2 separate regions of the Gossypium hirsutum genome follow, and region 1 is linked to region 2. A link is a contact called in public Hi-C data. All regions are on one chromosome and are shown on one strand. The core of a region is the stretch at or near the end of the contact, and the rest is flanking DNA. Distances in the headings are between cores, read along the strand shown. Region 1 overlaps LOC107950422 (probable glucan 1,3-beta-glucosidase A). Region 2 has its middle 5.2 kb from the start of LOC107950427.

Region 1 (3,110 bases), core at 102-2,601, 120 kb before region 2:
ATTGAAGCAACACATAATGTATTGTAAAGTTTAAAGGAAGATCGAACCGGTCAGACCATCGATTCGTAGTCCGACAATTTATTAATCTAATTGTAGGTTAAATCGGTCCAAAAATAAGAATAAAAAAATTTAATTTAATAAAATACTTAAAATATGCCTAATTAATATAACTGATAAATTGAAACATACCAAAAATAAAATTGTTTGGTTCCCAAACACTCAACTGAAAAATTTTAAAATTATCTCATAAGATAAAATACGAATTTTATTAATTTTAACAATTAAATGGCTGCTCTTAGTGGCATGTGTTGATTATTTTCTTTGTTTTGGTCTATGTTGTTTCGTTCTTCGTTGGCTTTGCTTTGAGAGTGGTGGTTCATGGAGGAAGGGATAGCAGCGTTGACTATAGATGAGGGTGAGGAGGAGCCATGGAAAATGAATACTGGAGATGAGAGTACGCCGATCTCGGTTGAATATAGTTTGGTTAGTTGTTTTCTGACAGCGAGTGTTATAAACTTCCAATCTATGAGGAATACTTTTGTTAACTTATGGCATCCGAATGGAGGGGTTACAATATTGGATCTGGGGGAGAAGCGGTTCCTCTTTTAAGTTCTATTACGAGGTTTGATAGAGCGATTGATGGGGGTCCTTGGACCTTTAAAAATCACCTCCTTGTTTTCCAGTGAAGGAAGGTGATGATCCTCAAAAACTCCTGCTCTTCTTTGTGAATTTTTGGGTACAAGTGCATGACTTGCCAAAGGGATTAATGTCCGAGCAAATGGTAACTCAATTCGGTAATTTTGTGGGGAGGTTCGTAAGTTATAATGCTAAAGCTAGTAGTAAGGGGTTTATACGTATCCGGGTAGCTATAGATGCTCCAAGTGCTGTTGAAGAGGAAAAAGAAGATTTTGCTGGCCTCAGGGTCTCAGGCATATGCTTGGTTTCTCTATGAGAGACTTACGCTTCTTTGTTTCTTGTGCGGGAGATTAGACCATGCAGAAAGTTTTTGTCATGTACGTGCAATATACATGGTAAGAAGGAATTACCGCTGGAGCAGGGTACATTTCTGAAAGCGCCGAGGAGGAGGTCATCGCCGGTTACCAGCCGTGGTTACGTGAAGAAGGTGATGTCTACGAAGAGCAAATTACGGGGGGATAAGGATGGAAAGGGAAAGATTATAGATGATTATTCTAAATCCAATCTCATAAATCAGTATAGCGCCAGGGATTAATTTGGCTGGCAATTATCAGATTGGTAAAGCATGGATTTCTTTTGCCCATATAAAGGAATGTGAGGATATGAGGCTGTTTGAATGAGGACAAGACCATTAATATTATGGACTGTAAGAAGAGGCCTAGGATGGGTGTTGAGAAAGGGACTAATGGGCTGGGCAATAACCAAGATGAATTAATGGTGGGTGAGACTATTATTGGTAATGGAAATTTTTATCGGTGGGATCCAATGGCCGGGCCTGCCGGCAGCCATGAAAATTTTAAGCTTAAACTGTCGAGGTCTCGGCAACCTCCGGGAAGTTCGTTCCCTTCAAGAGTTGATCCGTCATCATAGGCCGGATTTTATGTTTTTAGTAGAAACTTTAGTTTATGGTGGGCGGTTAATTGTTTCGGGGTGGATCGTTTAGGTAGAGGAGGTGGGCTCACAAAATGGTAGGATAACAGAGTTCATATTCGGGTGATTAATTATGCCTCAATTTATCAACGAAGCTTGTAAAGAGGTGGATGGCTTGAAATGGAGGCTGACTTGCTTTTTTGGGTTTTCGGAAAGAAGTAGTAGGAGGGAGTCATTGGAGTTACTGAAATCTTTGGTGTCGTTGGGAGGGGAGCGGTGGGTTGTGATTGGCGATTTTAATGATATAGCGAGCATGGAGGATAAGGAGGGGGGAAGCCGATCACCCACATTATTTAATTGATGGTTTTAGGAGAGCCTTGGATGACTGTGATCTTCGTGATGTGTGTTGGAGGGGTTATAGATTTACATGGGAGAGAGGTAGGGGCTCAGCAGCATGGGTGCAAAAGAAGTTGGATCGAGCAGTGGCTAATAGGAGTTGGTTCAATTGTTTCCCGAACTCAGAAGTGTTATCTGTGGTGGCTACGACATCGGACCATGCACCAATTATTTTGTAAACGGAGGTTAGCTTTGAGCAGTGGGGAAGGAAACGTTTCCGATTTGAAAACAAGTGGTTGGGGCATCAAGAGTTGTGACTAGTAGTCGGCATGGAGGGCAACGAACGTTATAGGTAGTAAATCACAGTGTCACGCGAAGCTGACGGAGTGGGGATTGACTATGGATCAGGTTTCATTATCAGAGGTGAAATGGTAATTATACGAGTCGTAATTATATGGCTCTCCGGGAAGAATTGAACAAGAGGTAATGACTTCTGGATATTTTCTACTCTAAAAATATTATTGGACTTGCACATTTGCCCAGAATGAATGCAATGACATGACTAATGAAGTAGCAAAGAGCTTAAGATAGGGTTTCTGAAAAAGGAAGACAGAAAACAAAAAGCCGCACTTGATCTTTCATCTTCAGCAGGTTCGTATCCAGTTCTCAACCAACTCCAATATTTGACACTGATAGAAGCAAATCGATGCGAGTAAGAGCCATCTTAGGCTATTGAAAACTTTCTTCTCTGAACTACCTGCATGAATGTACGTCAACGTGAAATGCGATAGAACCAAGGGATTTAATATCCATGTTTGGAAACAAAATGGAGATGGGTTTAGAATGTTACTTAATCGGAGATAATTGTTCCTAATGTTCCATTCAAAATCCCAGTGCTTTCTATCATTTTTGAGTGTCCAATAAGCCCACCCAAAGGAAGCTGCATTATACACCTCTAACTGTGCCCTTCCAAAGTCTTGATACTCTGATTGAGATCCACTTGTAACATTCCACTCATTCACCCACTCACCTGAAACAAACAAAACCCTAATCATAGAACATAATGTTTTAAGTCGAACACTGTTTAGTTGGGAAAAGAAATGAAACTTAGTTACCGATAAAAACGAGGGGACCATTGGCACCATTCAAAGCTTGTAGCTGAGCTTCCCTGCTCTTATAGATGAATTGGATATTATCTATAGCACTCA
Region 2 (3,477 bases), core at 128-2,627:
TGAAAGGTCAAAAACTCCGATCTTATGATCGCAAAAAAACAAAAACCTGGATCTTAATTAAACCCAACAGGGACTCCATTAAAACAAGTTCTTTTTTTTTCTGCGAATCAAACTGTTTGTGTTTTCTTTTTTCTTATTGTGAAATTCTATGATGTCATTGGACTGTTGGGAGTAATCAAGCATGAATTCATTGTCAATTATCAAATATTTAAAATCTAAATTTAGCTACCAAAGTGGGTTCACTTTTATCATTTGACATTAGTTACTTTGAAATTGAAAACACCATGAGACATTATTTATGTAATGATCTATATCCATATGTTTGCTTCTCTATGATAATTCATCTGTAATGTGATTTCTTAACATCTTCCTTAGAATCTGTTAGTTAGATATTGTATCTCGAGTTTAAGATGAAACATCTTGCAAAATGAAGGATAAACCATAAAAGCATTGAAGTTTGTACTTTGTGATACTCTTCGATTCTAAAGTTAGTGAGAGATTAATAATCATCGAGAGCAAAAAGAAATTTTAATAAAATAATATTAAAATGAAAGAGAGGATGGATAATAAAGGTGTAGCTAGATATTTTTGTAAAGATTTCAAGCTACCAAAGAGCTACCTTTGCATAAGGGTGCATGGGAGTAAGGTTGCCCATGCTTCTTAATTTAAGTTAGATATTTTTATATATTGTTGAGAGTGTTTGTTGGGTTAAGTGTCACATTTCACTTATATCAATTGAATATTCATGAAGTTAAAGACGTTAATTAATTTTTTTTTAAAACTAATATAATACATTTACTCTCTTTTTTAGTAAAGAAAAAAATTGTAATCACAACAAGAAAATTATAGAAATTGATATTTGAATTTCAAAATTAGAAATATATATTGTTTAGCCTTTTCCACTTAAGTAAGTAGAAATTCACTTTCCCAAACTTTATCAACTTAGCTTTTAGAGAGCACCCACAAAACATAAAAGAAAGCAAAAGAGGAAAAGCTGCCTACCATTAAGGGTACTCTACCCTCTTAATTTCTAAAAAGCTCATCCACCCATTCAACCTTTTCTTCCATCTTTGGCCCCTCATATTCCTTTTCCTTTTATTTTTAATTTTTTTCCCTGTTAGATTCTGTATACAGTTGTTCATATATAGCCCCTTTGGACTTTATAGGTAGCTATCCAAAGACAAAAAGACCTCTCTCTTTCCTACTACTCTCTAAAGTATGCAAAGAAAAAAAACCCAATTTTCAAGTGCCTCTTTCCTGTCACTTTTAGAACATCTTATTCAACTCGGTTATCTATCACAAAAGGCCATGTGGGTATGGTCGCATCTGAGTTTTGGGTTAATTCTCTTAGTTTTTTTGTTCATGACTATGTTGTTGCAAGGTTTGGTCGTGAGGGGGCCTTGTACAGGTGGTGGTTTTAGTGGTGAGCTGGTCATGAGTCTCAACGAATAGTTGTTTTACTGTATAAGACGGGTGATAGAGTCAAATGAGGTGTCTAATAAGAATATGATAGGATGTGACCATATCCTCCTAGAATGTGATTATATCGTAGGTAACTTCTTATAAAGTCTTTGTGATGCATGTGAGGGAACACCAATGTCGTGAGGGTTTTTGGGAGGTCACTAATGATATCATAATGATTTAAGTAGGAAAAAAAGACTTGCTTCTTTTGGATTAGTGGTTTTAGTGGTGAGTTGATCAAAGATCTCAATAAATAGATGTTTGTAGAGAGTCAAATGAAGTGTCTAATTAGGATGTGATAAGGTACGACCAGATCTTCTTAGAATGTGATTGACTATGTTGTAGGTAGTCGGTTGCAAGATCTTCATGATGCAAGTGATGGGATGTAAAGGATGCGAAGTTTGGGGGTCCCTAATGATATGCTAGTGGTTGAAGTAGAAAGACAAGACTCCCCTTCTTTTGGTGATGAGGAGAGCCTTGTATGAGCAATGGTTTTAGTGGTGAGCTGATCATGGATCTCAACAAATAATTATTTATAAAGTCAAATGAGGTATTCAATTAAGATGTAATAAGATGTAACTAAATTTTCTTAAAATGTAATTGACTATACTATAGATAGTCAATCATAAAGTCTTTACGATGCATGTGATGGGAGGCAGAGAATGTGATGGTAAGTTCCCCAAGCAAGTGAACCTTTGGCCGAGCGACTAAGTGATTAAGTTTGCAAGGGCAAACCAAAAAGGTGTCCCGTGCACAGTAGGAGAAAAGGCTAATTCGTTGTATCTGCTATTGTAAATCTTCAACATCCTGTTTACCAAACAAACATGAACCCTTTTTACAGGTTTCAAAATTAATTGAAAATAACCCAGAAACAAAAAAAAATGGAGATCATTGTAGGATCTTGTAAACCAGTAAAGATTATTTTTACCCATTCTTCAGTTCTAAAACAGTTTCACCTTGACATTGTTGCATATGCTTATAAGGTTGAGCTGTTTAGGGAGATAAGGTTGGGCAAAAACATGAGCAAGTAGATGCCCTCATTCTCATGTGTTCCTGTTTTGGATATGCACTGATAACTCAAATGACTCGTATGATTAGACTGCAAGTTATGGTCACTTGCACAAGTACCATATTCTCTTAAAGGGGCAAATTTAATCAATAGCACCAGTCATTTTTTTCCTCCCCCCTTTTTGTAACTTTCTTCAAAGGAGTCCTCATTACCCAAATCAAGAAGCTTTTCAACAACAGCTCCTAGTTGTCATAATGTCCATACATCAATGATGAGTGTACGAATCCCAACAAAATTCTCTGAAGTTTATTATTATTTTTTAACACCAGTCACCCACACCAATCAATGTGCCCAATACCTTAATCTTTCCCCATACTGGCATCCAAATATATAAAAGAGAAGTGTCAAAAGCATATCATTTCCTGTTTGATATAGGATTTCTCATTATTTTCTTCATCAAGGTTTCCTTCAACTCTTTGATTAAATCTTTGAAAACAGAGAGGGGTTGTATAGATGACGAAGAACCATCTTATAGCATCATAGCAGACAGCCTTTCTTTTCTGATATGCTTTTGTTTCCCTGGAAACAGGGAATTTTTTGGTTTTTTTCACACCAAAAATTCCAACTTTTTTTTTTGTAGATCTCACATGCACACAACTCATAATTTTTTCTTCTTTGTGTGGGTTTCCTTGAGAACCCAAGAAAATATAAAAACCCAACTCACACGTGTTGTTGTCATCAAAGAAATAATTCCTTCGTCCCCACTTTTTCTTTTTCATGGTTTTTCATAGATGACCATCATGGTTTTTTTAATAAATTTATTTTAGGGGGTGGGAAAGCTGATATACATGGTGAAAAAATTGACAAAACAAGTGCCTTTCAATGACAATAACTCATCAATTCGTCTTCACCACAAATGGATCAATTGGATTCAAAACATATCCCCTTTGCTTTGAACATGCATTCAACAAAATATTGAATCCTTTTAAAAAATGTAGATTTGATTC

Evidence for each region. Hi-C and Micro-C count contacts between places; a contact is called where the count stands out from the background.
Region 1: a contact with region 2 is called in a Hi-C map of leaf, with 5 times the contacts expected there. The contact joins two enhancer-like sites. A contact is called at or near these places in 10 of 34 Hi-C or Micro-C datasets (callus, hypocotyl, leaf and 2 more).

Annotation. Positions count from the first base shown.
Region 1 is chrD03:5,366,477-5,369,586 of Gossypium_hirsutum_v2.1, reverse strand. LOC107950422 (probable glucan 1,3-beta-glucosidase A) reads right to left here. Exons shown (of 10, transcript XM_041089666.1): 8 at 3,018-3,110; 9 at 2,753-2,932; 10 at 2,375-2,659. The coding sequence ends at 2,547. Among protein-coding and RNA genes, the nearest start is that of LOC107950422, 5.2 kb to the right of the region's middle. Within about 2 kb of position 1,351, at least 8 of the 9 cell types and tissues checked have an H3K27ac peak or open chromatin away from gene starts, as enhancers often do. A contact at or near this core is called in hypocotyl and leaf, where this site is marked.
Region 2 is chrD03:5,248,536-5,252,012 of Gossypium_hirsutum_v2.1, reverse strand. No RefSeq gene overlaps it. Among protein-coding and RNA genes, the nearest start is that of LOC107950427, 5.2 kb to the right of the region's middle. Within about 2 kb of position 1,377, at least 4 of the 9 cell types and tissues checked have an H3K27ac peak or open chromatin away from gene starts, as enhancers often do. A contact at or near this core is called in hypocotyl and leaf, where this site is marked.